Regions from separate parts of the Mus musculus genome. Here region 2 is linked to region 1. A link is a contact called in public Hi-C data. All regions are on one chromosome and are shown on one strand. The core of a region is the stretch at or near the end of the contact, and the rest is flanking DNA. Distances in the headings are between cores, read along the strand shown.

Region 1 (6,999 bases), core at 2,869-5,368:
CATCTCCCCAGTCTCTGGATGAATATGTTCTGTCTGTCCTGGAGAAATCTAGGGTAGAAAAAGTTGTGGAGTTGCTAATATATACAGTACTTCAAACCACAGGAGTGGATCAATCAACCAATGAACAAATACACATTTTGGAAAGAAACTCAAAAGATTAACCCAGAGTGTAGAGAGGCCAGCAGTGTGGTACCACCATCAGAGGATCAACTGCCAATGAGGAGACTCAAGGGCAGGTGGGACCTGGGGAGGTCAACTGTATCATTTCTAAAGTTGGGTATTAGGAGCCTGGAAAGTGACTAAAGGATTTATCATGTAAAAGAAGTTTATTGCTAGCCTTATCGAGCATGTCTGCTCAATGGATGGGTGAATGAATCGAGCAGCTTTTCTTCCAGCTATAGCTGGCCAGGGACTTCACTGTTCCAGGAAGAGTCACTTGTTTTTAACAAAATAAATGAATAATGCAGAATTCTGTTTCTTTTTTTTAAAAGACTTATTTATTTATTATATGTAAGTACATTGTAGCTGTCTTCAGACACTCCAGAAGAGGGAGTCAGATCTCGTTATGGATGGTTGTGAGCCACTATGTGGTTGCTGGGATTTGAACTCTGAACCTTTGGAAGAGCAGTCGGGTGCTCTTACCCACTGAGCCATCTCCGCCAGCCCAGAACTCTGTTTCTTTTCTTGCCTCTTCTCCCACAGTCTAAATGTCCTCTTCAAATTACAGTGAGTGGAAAAACACAGGAAGCCCCCTGTCTCTGGCACCCAGGCACTCAGGTGTCAGCTATTCCTGAGTGTTTCACAGATTCATGCAATAGATACCCCAAGGCTGTTCAGGCAAATGAATCATCAGATTAAAAAGAAAAAAAAAGCTGCAAGATTTGAGAAAAACACCTGCAAAACTGTCGTCTATGAATATACTTCATTTGTTCATTTTGACTGCTCGGGAGACAGTGGCAGGTGGATCTCTGTGAGTTCAAGGTCAGCCTGGTCTCTAGAGTTTCAGGACAGCTAACATTACACAGAGAACCTTGTCTCAAAACTCCCCTCCCCCCTCCAATCACATTAACTAATTAATTACTGTGGTGGTGCTGGGGTTGAAATTCAGAGCTTTGAGTATGCCTGGCAAGCTCTTTACCCCTGAAATACATCCCCAGACCAATAAACCACCATCTTGAAATTATTAACGGATAGCATTGTTCACTAGAACCATTTCTTGGAAATTTTGGTGATTCAAACTCAGTTCCTATGACGTGAGTGTCTGTGGAGCTTGGAAGCGTCTGGAGGCTTACACATGGTTCTCTGAAGAGAAGGATTTCTCACTGAAGGCAATCACCAAACAGCGGCTCTCTCTTCTGTGCCAGGCGAGGTCGGTGCTACTTCATGGGCATCCTCAAATGCACTCTACAAGAAAGGAGCCACTATCATGGCCAGATAACATGGTGGTAATTACACTGTATGAGGTAGGAAAGACTGGAGGATCATCAGAGATGAACTGGTGTCTCTCTTCAGGAGTAGGCTGGCCCTTTTCAGAATGGGATTCTGTTGAGTAGGCTCAGCATCATCCAAACTGAGGTGTTTTAGGGCAGGAAGGGCAGAGACAGCAGCATACACCAGGGCAGTTAACAGACGACCCAGGGCGTGGGCCTTCTTGAACAAAGAGGTTAGTTTCCATGTTCTATCCCAGGATCAGTGAATCAACCCTCCAGAGAGGAACTTGGACCCTACCATAGAAAAAACACCCCAGAGGACCTCACTGCTGCACAGTGGTCCCTTGAGTCATCACTGGCTACTTTAGAATTGTCCAGGATCATGTATGTAGGTACACACACACTACATAAATACATAAACACATGTAAAAAGAACACATTAAAATACTAACTTATGGCCCCACTCTCTCCTAGTTCTTCCCTTCCTGGTAACAGCATTTCTTTGTATAGATCTGGCTGTCCTGGAACTCTCTCCAAAGACCTGGCTGGTCTCAAACTCAGAATTCCAACAGCCTCTGCCTCCCAAGTTCTGGGACTAAAGGTGTGTGCCACCACCGCCTGGCCGCTTTCACCTATTGATTGACATAAGGAATGTTTAGGTTAGATTACACTCTGTGCTTTTAGAAGTCAATTTTCTGAAGGGAGGGTCCTGGAGCCACACCCTGAAAGCTGTGGTACAGGCGGTGGGGCAGGTACTCCTGAGAGAAAGGAAAGATTTTTGTTCTACTTCATATCAGAACCTCGTTTTATCCCTAGGTGTCTTTAAATAGACAAAATGCTAATCCCATTTCCATAAGTGAGAAATCAAAACATAGTGTGAATAGTTTATCCAAGGTTATAGAGGCACAGAAGGAGAGAAGCCAGACCACACCCAAGGCTACACAAAGGAAAAAGCTAAGTTCCATTCACATTCCCAAAGAACTTCTTTGAGACACAGCCACGGGAGACCCCTCCAGAGATGTTCCATTAAAGAGAATTGTCTCAACCCTTGGGCTGCTTTTTCTGACCACTCTTGAGTGTGTGTCCGTGTCCATTACCTGTCCATTTCTGTTATCTAGAAAGGAAGCATTCTATTTTCATGGCCTATTCAGGACCATTTGCTTCTCTTCCTTTGATTTCTGGCTGTGTGTGATCCCGTTGGGGCAGAATGAACAGGCAGAAGACTAACCATCCATCAGGCATGTTGAGGTGTGACCCAGATCTTGCATCAGATGGAAGCTGCATTCTACACACTTATGGGACATGGCGGTGACCACTTGGCTCAAGGCTGCGCAGATATTAATAACTATCAACAGTGACTGCCTGACCCTTCCCTCTGGAGTGGAACCCCTCTGCAACATGCCAGGTGGATGTCCTCAAACCTGAGAGAAATGGCTAACTCCGGTCTCTCTTCTAACTCTGTCATCATTTCAGAGCTGTCCAGGACTGCAGCCAGCCCTTCCTACATTGAAATCCCCTCTCCGTGGAGACACCTGCTTTGGGCTCATCCGAGTCTCTTCCGTTTATGAATCCTTCCAGTATCTTCTCTGTAATTCAAACCACAGTTTTCTTGAACAACAGTAAAGTCTGACTTATTGTCCTAGTTTTAATTTATTTTTAAGATAGGGTTCTACTATGTAGCCCAAATGGTCTCCAATTCTTTATGCTCCTGCCTCTGTCTCTGTGGGGGAGATTCACTCTGGTCCTTGGACATGCTAAGCATGTGCTCTACTACCAAGCTACACACCCCAACCCATGCTTATATATTTCTTTGGAACATGGGATCACGATGCAGAAGAGACCCGAGTGGAATCAGGTATAGAGCAACAAGTTGTGGACAAATTTCAGTCATAGACTTGAGCTTGGACATTTACAAACTGTGCCAAAGAACTGTGTAACCCCAGAGGCAGCAAACATTCTAAGTTCCATCTCCTATTCTGTAAAATGGGAAGACAGATGGAGCGGGCACATACAGTGCTGAGGGCATTAGACAAGCTAACAGTACTGAACCATTGGCGGTTAGTGCTTCCCACACATCCAGGTTTGTTTAATGACACTGGATAACAGATGAGTTAATCCCAGAACTGGTGGAACAATCCTGGCACCCCAGCACTTAGGAGGTCGAGGCTGGAGAATCGTCACAAGTTTGAAGTCAGGTGGGTAGTAGGGAAAGAAAGCTTTCGCAAAAAGGCAAACCAAGACAACAATCAACAAAACAATAACCAACAAGAACCCCTTTCATATCGGTCCCGCACTGCCCATTACACCACAAAGCCTTCCACACCAATTACTGAAGACAAAGGCAACTAGCATAGACTTTCTAACATTCACAGGATGACCTCACTGGTTCTCTGAAGTAATTAAAGGTTAAAGATAGTTTTGGACATCGCCCAGGCTCTAAAACCCTGGGTCCCAACCTTCCTGTCATTTGCATTCCAATGTAGCCACCTCACCGGTCCAGCCTCACCCGCAGGCGACTCCAGCAGCCAAGTGGACGCTGGCCAGCACACGGGAGCTACGGTCAGGCTGTGCTGGGCCAGGTGGCCCGGGGTGTGGCCTGCGTAGGACGTTCGAGGGGGCGTGGTCTCCTGGGGGCGTGGTCTTCCGCAGGTGCGTCTAGGGGCTCCGGTTTCACTGAAACAGGTCCCGCCCCAGGAAGGCTCAGTGAAGCTCGTGTTAAGGGAAGGGACCCTGTGCTCAGAGTAGGGCTCCGAGTTTCGAACCACTGGTGGCGGATTGCCCGCCCGCCCCACGTCCGGGGATGCGAAGTCTCAGCCTGGCGTGGCTGCTGGGAGGTATCACCCTTCTGGCGGCCTCGGTCTCCTGCAGCCGGACCGAGAACCTTGCACCGGGTGAGCTCGAGCGGCGAAGGAACGCTCTGGGCTGGTGGGGGAATCGGGGAAGGCGGGCACACCCCCTGGACACTCTCTGTAGCTTTGATGGGGGTCCCTAACCAGGACCAATCAGCCGGGACACCTAAGTGCCACCAAAGACGCGCTAGAAACAATCCTGGTCTGGGCACTTCCAATCTCTACTCGTCGACGTGGTTCGGGGAGATAAGGAAGGAGCGCCCGCAGGACTCAGCCTCCCCTCCCTGCGGTCGTTCCTTTACAAACACTGAGTCAGTAATTGGTTTTCGCGGACCCTGCGAACTACGTCCTATAGGGTCTTACTAGACCCCCGGATTATAGCAGTTTGATGGCTCACGTATGGGTGGAGTGAGTGGGAGCCCGTGCCCTGGGAAGTTCCCACCTCGAGTTTTACACTCGCACCCACCCACTCACTGAACCCTTTCTTTGCGGGTTGAACCACAGTGTTCAAGACCCACTCGGGGCTACGGTACCTGGCATCGCAGTGGATGCGCTGGGCACGGGACTCAGGCGGTTTGAATGTCACGTGGTGGTAGAAGGGGCCCTTTCGGACCCTTACCAGGTGAAATCTCCAGCCTAGAGATTTCGAGACCTTCCCGCCGCCGGGAGCGAACACTGGCAGCCACCCAGGTCTCTCTCTGAGGCTGCCATGCCCAAGGAACCGAACTGCAGGAAAGCGGTTCGGGGCGGTGCTCCTCTGGCCCGCTGCCGGCTTGGGCGTTGCAGCTCCTGGTGAGCTCGAACTGGCCCTTCTAGAAGCCACGGAGACCTCTGTAGGCTGTAGGGTGGGGTGGGGGGGTGTTTGCTACCAGTGATAGCGCTATTGCAAAACCCGGCCTGGCGTTTCCGTTCTAAACTTGCTGTAGTCTTAAAGGCTATTTCTCACTTTTACTTTGTCGTTAAGTTGTAGAAGAGCGTCCAACCCCTCTCCGTTTGCCTGTCATTTAAAGTTAGAAATTTAAAAACTCAGGAACAAAGTGTGTGCAAACTTAAAAAAAAAGTGGTTGGAGGTGATTACTTTCGTGATTTACCTAGTATAGGAAGCATACCCTGATTAGTCGGCTTCCTCTGTTTTCAGAGTGAGGAGATTGGGAGGTAGAGGTTCCTAGCGTACGTGGTGAACTTGATTTTAACAACAACAACAAAAAAATTGGGTTACTTGTTAACCCGAGCTACTTAATATCCCAACTTGGCTTTTCTCTCTGCATAATTATGCTCCATTGCCGGTAACTTTCCTAAAGAGTTAGTCTAGTAACAGAGACTTTAGATACCGGGAGGTATTGGGTCCGTCCCCCCCCCCCCATTGTAATTAAATTAATTTTGGTTAGGACACGGGGCACCTTGCTTGCCTTCTTTGCTCATGCCGCTTAGGTCTGGTCTTTCTGCGTGCTCCTTGGCCTGTTAAACAGCAGATTGAGCTTGGTTTTCTCCACCCCCAAAAAATTGTTTCTCGGAAAGGGTCCCAGCTGGGGGGAGGGGCACTGAATTGCGAATGTGACGTTTAAGTCAGTTTCCCACAGACACAATCACTACTACTGTCTCCCTCTCCTGCTCCCCTCCCCCTCTTCCATCTCCATATTTTGTTTCTTGATTTCTTGCCATGCTGGGCATCCAACCTAGGGCTTTGCACAGGCTGGGCAAGTGCTGGACCGTTGCTATTTTCCTAGTCACACAGTCAGTCCATTTCAGTTTTAAGACTGGATCTTCTTGGGTGTGTGTTTGTTTTTTTGTTGTAGTCTTCCTTTTCTTCCTTTGAATTAGTCTCATTGTGTATCCCTGGTTGCTCTGAAATTGTCTATGTTGACCACACTGGCCTTGAACTTGCAACACTTTTGTCTGTTCTCCTGAATGATGGGATTACAGGAATGCACTACCATACCTAGACAACATTTTAAAATGTAATTTTAGAAAAATTATGTGCACTGGTGTTTTTGCCTGCATTCATATCTGGGTGAGGGTGTTGGATCCCCTTGAACTAGAGTTACAGACAGTTGTGAGTCCACGAGGGTACAATGCTGAGGCATCTTTCCAGCTCCCGATAACATTTTCTTTTTTTAAATTATAACATTAATATGTGGTCACTGAGAAGAGAAAACAGGGAAAGGAGAAATTTAACGGAATCATCCTAAACATTGGTACTTAAAATAACCACTTGCTAACATTTTGATTTATATCTTTCCCATGCTTTTGTACATGAGGAATACATAAAATACACATTTCTAAATTAGAAAGCCTTGTACAAGTATGGGATTTAACATGTAAAGGTCAGTAACACAATTTTAACAGCTTTAAAAGATGGCATATACACACTAACATGCACACACACACACACACACACCAGGTGTGGCCCAGGTATTAGGCACTAAACCTAGGGCCTCTGTGTATTAACCAGTCACTTTGCCACTGAGCTAGAGCCTCAGCCCTAATTTTACATTTTATTTTGAGGCAAAGTCTCCTTAAATTGCGCAAACTTTCCTCGAGTCCACTAGGTAACCCAGGTTGGCCTTGAACCTGGGGTTCTACTTCCTCATCCCGAGTAGCTATGGTTATAGACCAGCACCGGCAAACCTGGCTTCGTCTTGTTAAATTAATGTTTTGTGAACAGGCACACAGGATCTTTCCGAGGTCTCGTAGTATAAAAGAACTCTAGTGAACGTGGA
Region 2 (7,427 bases), core at 1,854-4,353, 190 kb before region 1:
GTCAATTATAGTGAATAACACCTATAAATCTTAGTGGGTTAGAAACAAGCAATTATAGCCTAAAAGGTTTAGATTATAGAATGTATATTTTAAAAAGGTGTGTGTGTGTGTGTGTGTGTGTGTGTGTGTGTGTGTATGTGTGTGTGTGTGAGTGCCTATAGAGGTCTAAGGTGTTAGCCTGGAGCTAGAGTCACAGTTATAAGTTTCCTAGCAGTTCTGAGATTTGAACTCAGGACCTCTAGAAGAGCAGAAAGAATTCTTAACTGCTGAGCCATCTCTCCAGTCCCTGGATTAGAGGATTTGTTGGTTTATTCTTATGTTCCAAGACCTCCCTCACTTTAACACACATTTTCTACCTAGAAACAAATACTTTATACTAAAAGGAAAAAAAAAAACAGATTTTTTTTTAAGCAACATACTTGTCCTTTTTCTCCTCCTCCACTTCTCCTAGATTTGAAGCTCAGACACTCAAGTCTAGCTCTGCCATGAGTCAGTGTCATCCAAACAGCAGCCAAGTCTTCTCTTCCTGCCTTCCTGTCCTTTTGTCTTAACCTACTGGACAGGGGTGACTAGTGCATTAGAAGAGAGAGAGGGGAAGTACTTAAGCATTGGCTGTAACCTTGTAGCCAGTCACAGTGCATCAGGTGGCAAATGTATGGTCAATCTGTGTCATTAGATAAAATGCGCCTTTGCTTGCTACACTTTCTTGTTTGCTATAAAACACAAAACGTGCATTATCATGCTGAAATCAGTTTGTTTTAAGATTTTCTGTGGTGATCCAGAAAGCTATAATGTATATATTAATATAAATATACTTTGTATGGACAATATTCTAAATACATCGTGATATATTCAGTTTTTAAAGTAAATCTTTTAAAGTTGCCTCCCTTCAATATAACAAAAGAACTATCCCTTTTGAAACTGATTAAAATCATATAAAATGAAAGCTAACGCATTTATGAATAATCCAAATAGATTCATGAATATGTAAATTTGGAGGTACTTCCTTGTGTTACGCCCACCCCCCAAAAAACTAGTTTCACCTTAAATTGCATCAAATATCTAAACCTTATAGCACATTTTAAAGTTTCTACCCAATTTGTAACAGCAAAATTAGCTTTTGGGGGCTAGAGTCAACTTCCTCAGCTTAAAGATTGTATTTGTTTTTCCAGGTTTATAACATTTAGTTAGGTAAAGCCCTTCTTTCCTGGACCCGGTTTCCAGTCATTTACTGTACTGAGATCTTAACTGGACCTCTCAGCCTGTTTTGTCTAACCACTGGCTTAATTGCCAGGTTGGATGGAGCCTGGTAGGCAGGCGGCACCTCTGGGAGCCGCGGTGGGATACATATTTGTGACATTGTAACTGTGGGTTATACATAACACAGCCCCCAAAACAATAATCTAAGGGAACCTAGGAGCCATTTACGTGGCTTTCCTGAAAGCCAATGAAGAGCAGGTGGGCATGCTCATTGTCATATGCATCCCGTGTCCAAAGCACATCTGTGCCGTGCATGCGATGCCGGGAGCTCACTCTACCCTGTGTTTGCCAACAGAACTACTTGGCCCACGAGGAGCTCCTGATTGCCGTGGAAATGTTGTCTGCCGTTGCTCTGCTAAACCAGGCCTTGGAGAGCAGTGACCTCGTGGCTGTGCAGAACCAACTCAGAAGCCCCACCATAGGCTTCAACAATCTGGATGAGGCACACGTGGACCGGTAAGGAGCACTTCCCGGATGCTCTTTCAGGGTGGAAAAAAAAAGTGCTTGGCAGATCCCCCCACCCCCACCCCCAAGTGGAAAAGTCCACATGTCCTGCTTGCATTTTCTCAAGAGCGGTCTGCTCTGCCACAGGGGCTTCTTTATCCTCCTCTCCTAGAGACAAAATTGTCATCTTGTATTAACAACTGACTTTATTCCAAGTTGATACCTAGAGGAGCTGTGAAAATACATCAACCAAAGAGTACACATGGTGGGACTCGTGACTCCAGCTGCATATGTAGCAGAGGATGGCCTAGTCAGTCATCAATGGGAGGAGAAGCCCTTGGTCCTGTGAAGGCTCTAAGCCCCAGTGTAGGGGAATGCCAGGGCCAGGAAGCAGGAGTGGGTGGGTTGGTGAACAAGGGGAAGAGAGGAGGGGATAGGGGATTTTCGGAGGGGAAACCAGGAAAGGGGTTAACATTTGAAATGTAAATAAATAAAATATCTAATTTTAAAAAAAGAAAGAAAGGAAAGGGAAAAGAAAATACACCTTCCTGAATAGGGGAAGGATCGCTGCCCCACAAGGGATAGGAACTCTACAGGAAGACTAACAGTCAACTAACCTGGACCCACTGGGCTCTCAGAGTCTGAACATCCAACCAAAGAACATACATGGGCTGGACCTAGGCCTCCCTGAACATATGTAGCTTGGTCTTCAAGTGGATCCAGAGCAACTGGCATGGAGGGCTATCCCAAAAGCTGTCCCCTGTGTGTGGAATATGTTCTACTAGCTGAGCTGCCTTGTGTGGCCTCAATGGGAGAAGCACCGAGTCTCCCAGAGACTTAAAGTGCCAAGCTGGGAAGGGAAGATATCCAGGAGGGCCCACCTGCTCAGAGGAGAGGGGGAGGGTGGAGGAGAGAAGAATTGTAGGAGGGGGTGACTAGGAGGGGGCAGTGAGTGAGATGTAAAGTGAATAAGTAAAAAAATTAAATTTTTAAAAAAGAAGAAAAAAGTACACCTTCCTTCCAGCTTCTTTAGGAAAGTTAGAAGTAGCTGTATATACAATGTATCCATTCTATTGACAAGGAAACTTCTAAGGTTATGAACCTTAAGTGGAGCCCCAAACTCTCTCCAGTGGTTGTTGGCCTAAAAGAGCCTTGTAAGCCCTTTCGTTTTGGGGTCCCCGATAGCTGCATTTGCTAGTCAGGCGGACGACTTCAGTGGATCTACAGAGAGTGCTAAGGCTGGAATTAAAAGACAAATGAGAGGTTTGTTCTTTCTCTTTGCTTCTGGATTCTGAGGGCAGGGCCTTAGCACACTTGCAAAGCACTCAGCCCTGGAATGAGAGAGAGATCAGATAGGAAAAAGGAAAGGAGATGAGTGGCCCCTAAATTGCTGTGACCACCAGGGGGAGATGTCTACCCAGATCCTGATGAAAATTTAGCCAGTGATTCTAAACTGGCTCCAGATGGAGAGCTAGAGCTGCATCACGCGCAATTGCAAAGGAAACTGAAAGAGTTCTTAGATTCTGAGGAAATGGTGACAGGTCACTTGAGCATGCACAAAATGGCAGAAAAGAAGCGTCTTCCTGAAGACGCTTCCCTCCTCCTGATCTCTATGAACAAAACCCCTTGCTCTCTCAGGCAGTGACTCCTCCCTCCACTCCTGTCAATCACAGCACCCCTTGCTCTCTCAGGCAGTGACTCCTCCCTCCACTGCTCCTGTCAATCACAGCAGACGCTGCTCCAAGCTTAGAAATCTGTCTGATGTCAAGTTTTCTTCTGCCCCTGGCCAGCACCTTCTGTGCCCAGCTGATCTCTGTGTCCAGTCCTCAGCTAAAGGCTCCCTCTCCAGGGACCACCGTCATAGCAGTGTCTCTCCCTTTGTGCAGTAGCAGTGTCCATGATGAAGCTCCCACCTCTTTCTTCTCCTCCTCAGGTCGCCAGTCACACTTATCTAACCAACTTCTGAGCCCTCCTGATGCTGGAGTATGAGTCACAGCTGCTCGCTCCTTGGAGAGTTACATGTAACCGTGACTCTTAGCAAAGCAATTGTCAAACATACCGGGCCACCTGCCCTCTGACTGACAGTACTTCTCCCATCCAGTACTCTAGCCGTCCACTCTGTTGATCAAAATTGCCCCCATCTACAAATACCACTTAAGGAAAGGGACTCGCTCCATTCGAGAGCCACATTGCCTGCACGAGCCAAGTTCATGATATAATAATAACTTAAGGACAGGGGTCACCCTGGCATAGTGGCACACACCTGTGATTCCAACATGAAGGCACAGAGGCAGGAAGATGAATTCAGAATTCTCCTTGACTATATAGCAAGTTTGAGGCCAGCTCAGGCTACATGAGACTATTTCAATATGAAAATATTACATATATCTGTATGAGTATGTGTGTGTATATATATGTATAATTTATACAATTACACACACACACACACACACCACCACCACCACCACCACTACCATCACCACTACCAACATTAACAACAATAACAGCAAAGAAGAACAGTCTTGTTTTAGTGCATAGTTGAACCCCTCTGGTCCAAATCCAAGTGGCATCATGGTTTTAGACTTCTATGGGATATATAACAGAGGGGCCAGCAGGCCCAGTGTTGTTAGTGCTGGCCTGGCTGAAGCATATATATATATATATATATATATATATATATATATATAAATGTATATTTATGTGTGTGTGTGTAGTGTGTGTGTATTATATATATATATATATACATATATGTATGTATGTATATGTATATATTATATAGGCTGAAGCATATATATATATATATATATTATAACACACACACACACACACACTGCAGCGATGACTTTGTACTGAAGAGCCTTCACTTGAGGGGACTGTGAAGTCCTATGGGCTCCTTCCTAAAACTTCCCTTTGGCTCAATGGCACACATTTCTAAGGGGATCCTGGGTGTTGTCTATTCCAGTCCTTAAGGATTCCTACAGAGCCATCACTTATATTTTTATTAAGTCTACAAGAGGCCCCGAAAGGCTTTGTACATTCTTAAAGAATGGCCTTGGTCTCTGAGGAAGGCTAGCCAGTACAGATCTCCAGGAGTCCCTGCTGTTGGTTTCATCTGTGCTACTTGTTAGATGTCAGTAACATAACTTCTTTGTGACTTTGTGAGGCAAAATTCTCAAGCACAATCCCTGGCCCATTTCGGCCTACTTTGGCCTACTTTGGGTTGGCCTCCATTGGTGTCCATCATTCGTCATCACTGCTTCCTGTTTTGCAGAACTTTTTTTCTTCTTAAGCTACATTGTATAAAAGACACCTCAGTGTCACTGGTAGCATGAAGAACTTTGGGGACTTTTGTCGCCTCCAGGGAAACACTTAGGCTCGTTGCAGTATTCTTTTTAGCTTCCTTTGCTCACAGGCATCAGGGGCTACAGACAGAAGCCACAGGTGAATTGTGTACCTAAAAAACTGCTCTTCATTTCCTTGGTAACAAAAGATGAAACAGTACAGATTCTTGATTTTATTTTTTCTTTTTTGGCCAACTGGTTCACGTTAACTGTATAATTTTCATTGGTAAAATTGACTCTTAAAAATATATGAGAGTTTCATGGTAGTAGACGGTAAAATTTTCCTCGATTTAAAAAAAAAAAACTAATCAGAAATGTACAGGTGACAAACGAATCTAGATTATTCTCACCCCTGCATTGTGATGCTGAGAAAGTGTATCACAGCTGTCTGAGTTGTCCATCAAGGCTATTGGACATATATATTCATGGCTTTGAACTCTTGGTGGGCTTGGTGGGTTAAGCTGCTAATCTTAGCTACTCAGGCACTTTAGGCAGGATGAGTAAAGTCACAGGCTACCAGGGCTTACATACCAAGTTTGAAGCCAGCAAGGCAACTTAGTGAGACCCTATCTCAACATAAAAATAAAAGAGGCCTTCGGTTCTAACTCAGTGGCTGAATGCTTGCCTAGGCTACTGAAGGATTTGGGTTCAATTCAAGAATTTTGAAGGGAAGAGAAAAGGAAAGTCATTTTGTGTAGTTGAGGATTTAATTTTGCTTGGATTAAATAGGAGATTGGGTTGTGAGGAGCTTTGATTACAGTGAACATTTCATAGACATAAAAAAATACTTTGGATAAAAAAGCACTAGTAGTGGGGTGTTTGCTGCTCTAGAGGGGGGCAGAACCTGAGGCAGACTAAAGTCTCATGTAAGAGCCAACTTTATTCAGAGTATCAGACAGTTTATACTCTGCGGGTTATGAGAGGTCACCTGAGTAAAGGTCTCATGATTGCAAGCGTATACAATCACAAGGACAGTCTGCACGTGTCAAAACGTTTTACCACGGAGGCATATAAATAAATAACAATATTCAGTTGTAATTAATAATCTAAAACTCATTCTTCTCCACCATACCTGGAAGGAACAATTTTGGTTGTTTGAAGAAATCGACAGTGGAGCTGGAAAGATGTTTAGCATTCAGACTGCATACTGTTCTCATAGAGGACCCAATTCAGTTCTCAGCACCCATGTTAAACAGTTCATAGTTGCCTATCACTCTGATTGCTGGGCAGTCCAGTGCCCGGGGCCTCCATGGCACATGTCCACACAGAGATCCATGCAGACACGATTTCAAAATAAAATACATTTGCAAAAAGATAAATGCTTACACCATAAAAGTCAGTCTAACATGTGCTGACAGGGCTGTACAAGACAATTTTACCCGCTTGTCTACTCTTTGTCTAACCTCAGGATATTGCTTTTGAACAATGGGAGTTGCAATCTGTGTCCCAAGTCAGGCCTGACAATCTGTACTCAATAAGTCAATTAAAAGATCCAAGTTAAAAGTGGAGAGAAGAAAAGAAAACTTAATCGCTATAGCCACAAAGAGATCCAGAAAATCCCCACATCCATCACAGAGGTCTTGAAGTGAGATCAAAGTTTAAATAGAGAGCCAAGTATATGCATGTGTAAGCAGTTTGAGAAAAGGTGTGGTTCCACCCATCAGTGACCCATCACTGGCTTGATTCTCATCCTGTAAGGTAGTCTGACAAATTGTTAGAACTGTATGTAGTCTCTTTCCAGGAGATAACTTCCCCTTCTGGCTGATACACTTTCCTTCTCCCAGAATAAATTCTCTTTTCTTTGGGTTCCATCACTTGAACATTCTAATAGACTGAGAGACACAAAGTATCTCTTTAGAAACACAAAGTGTCTCTCTAGAAAGATCTTCACTTCTGCCCGGCTGGTTGCAGCATCTCCACTTGGCCCCTGGGTAACGCTTGAGAGGCAGGACGTGAGGCGTGGGAGAAGTCTGAGCTGAGGCTTTACTGTTTTCTCTTCCAGTTATGCAGACGCACTACTCTCTGTTAAACAAGAAGCATTATCCCAAGGGCAAGATACCTTAAGCTGGAATGAAATTCAGAATTGTATCGATATGATTAATAACCAGATTCAAGAAGAAAATGACCGTAAGTATGGAACATTTTCCTTCTGTAGAGAACTTGGAGAACAACCCGTGTGGGTTTTATATTCTCTAGATGAGAGTTCTAAGAGTTTTTGCTCATGGGAGCATCCAATTAACTCTCAAGTATTATAATAGTCTTGTGCAAAACATATACCAAAATACATGAAAAATAGAAAACTAAATTGAATTCTTTTTTTTAGCATAAAAAGCACCTCCATAGTTATGTTTTAAAGACGACTTCATCTTTATATTTTGCCTT

What was found. Hi-C and Micro-C count contacts between places; a contact is called where the count stands out from the background.
Region 2: a Hi-C map of regulatory T cells shows a contact between it and region 1, with 3 times the contacts expected there. The contact joins the enhancer-like site here to the promoter of F2rl1 in region 1. A contact is called at or near these places in 3 of 39 promoter capture datasets (the 3T3-L1 cell line, liver and pre-B cells), 1 of 15 datasets of contacts at CTCF or cohesin (large pre-B cells), 2 of 484 Hi-C or Micro-C datasets (regulatory T cells and uterus), 8 of 115 datasets of contacts at active chromatin or transcription factors (embryonic forebrain, embryonic stem cells, epiblast stem cells and 3 more) and 5 of 9 other capture datasets (adipose tissue, embryonic stem cells, liver and 2 more).

Annotation. Positions count from the first base shown.
Region 1 is chr13:95,522,359-95,529,357 of GRCm38.p6, reverse strand. It overlaps F2rl1 (coagulation factor II (thrombin) receptor-like 1), which reads left to right and starts at 4,118. Exons shown (of 2, transcript NM_007974.4): 1 at 4,118-4,321. The coding sequence starts at 4,231.
Region 2 is chr13:95,715,802-95,723,228 of GRCm38.p6, reverse strand. It overlaps Iqgap2 (IQ motif containing GTPase activating protein 2), which reads left to right. Exons shown (of 36, transcript NM_027711.1): 11 at 1,556-1,716; 12 at 7,048-7,172. All of the region lies in intron 1 of Gm52062 (a long non-coding RNA gene), which reads right to left. Among named protein-coding and RNA genes, the nearest start is that of Gm52062, 13 kb to the right of the region's middle. Within about 2 kb of position 3,103, at least 80 of the 459 cell types and tissues checked have an H3K27ac peak or open chromatin away from gene starts, as enhancers often do. A contact at or near this core is called in oligodendrocyte precursor cells and regulatory T cells, where this site is marked.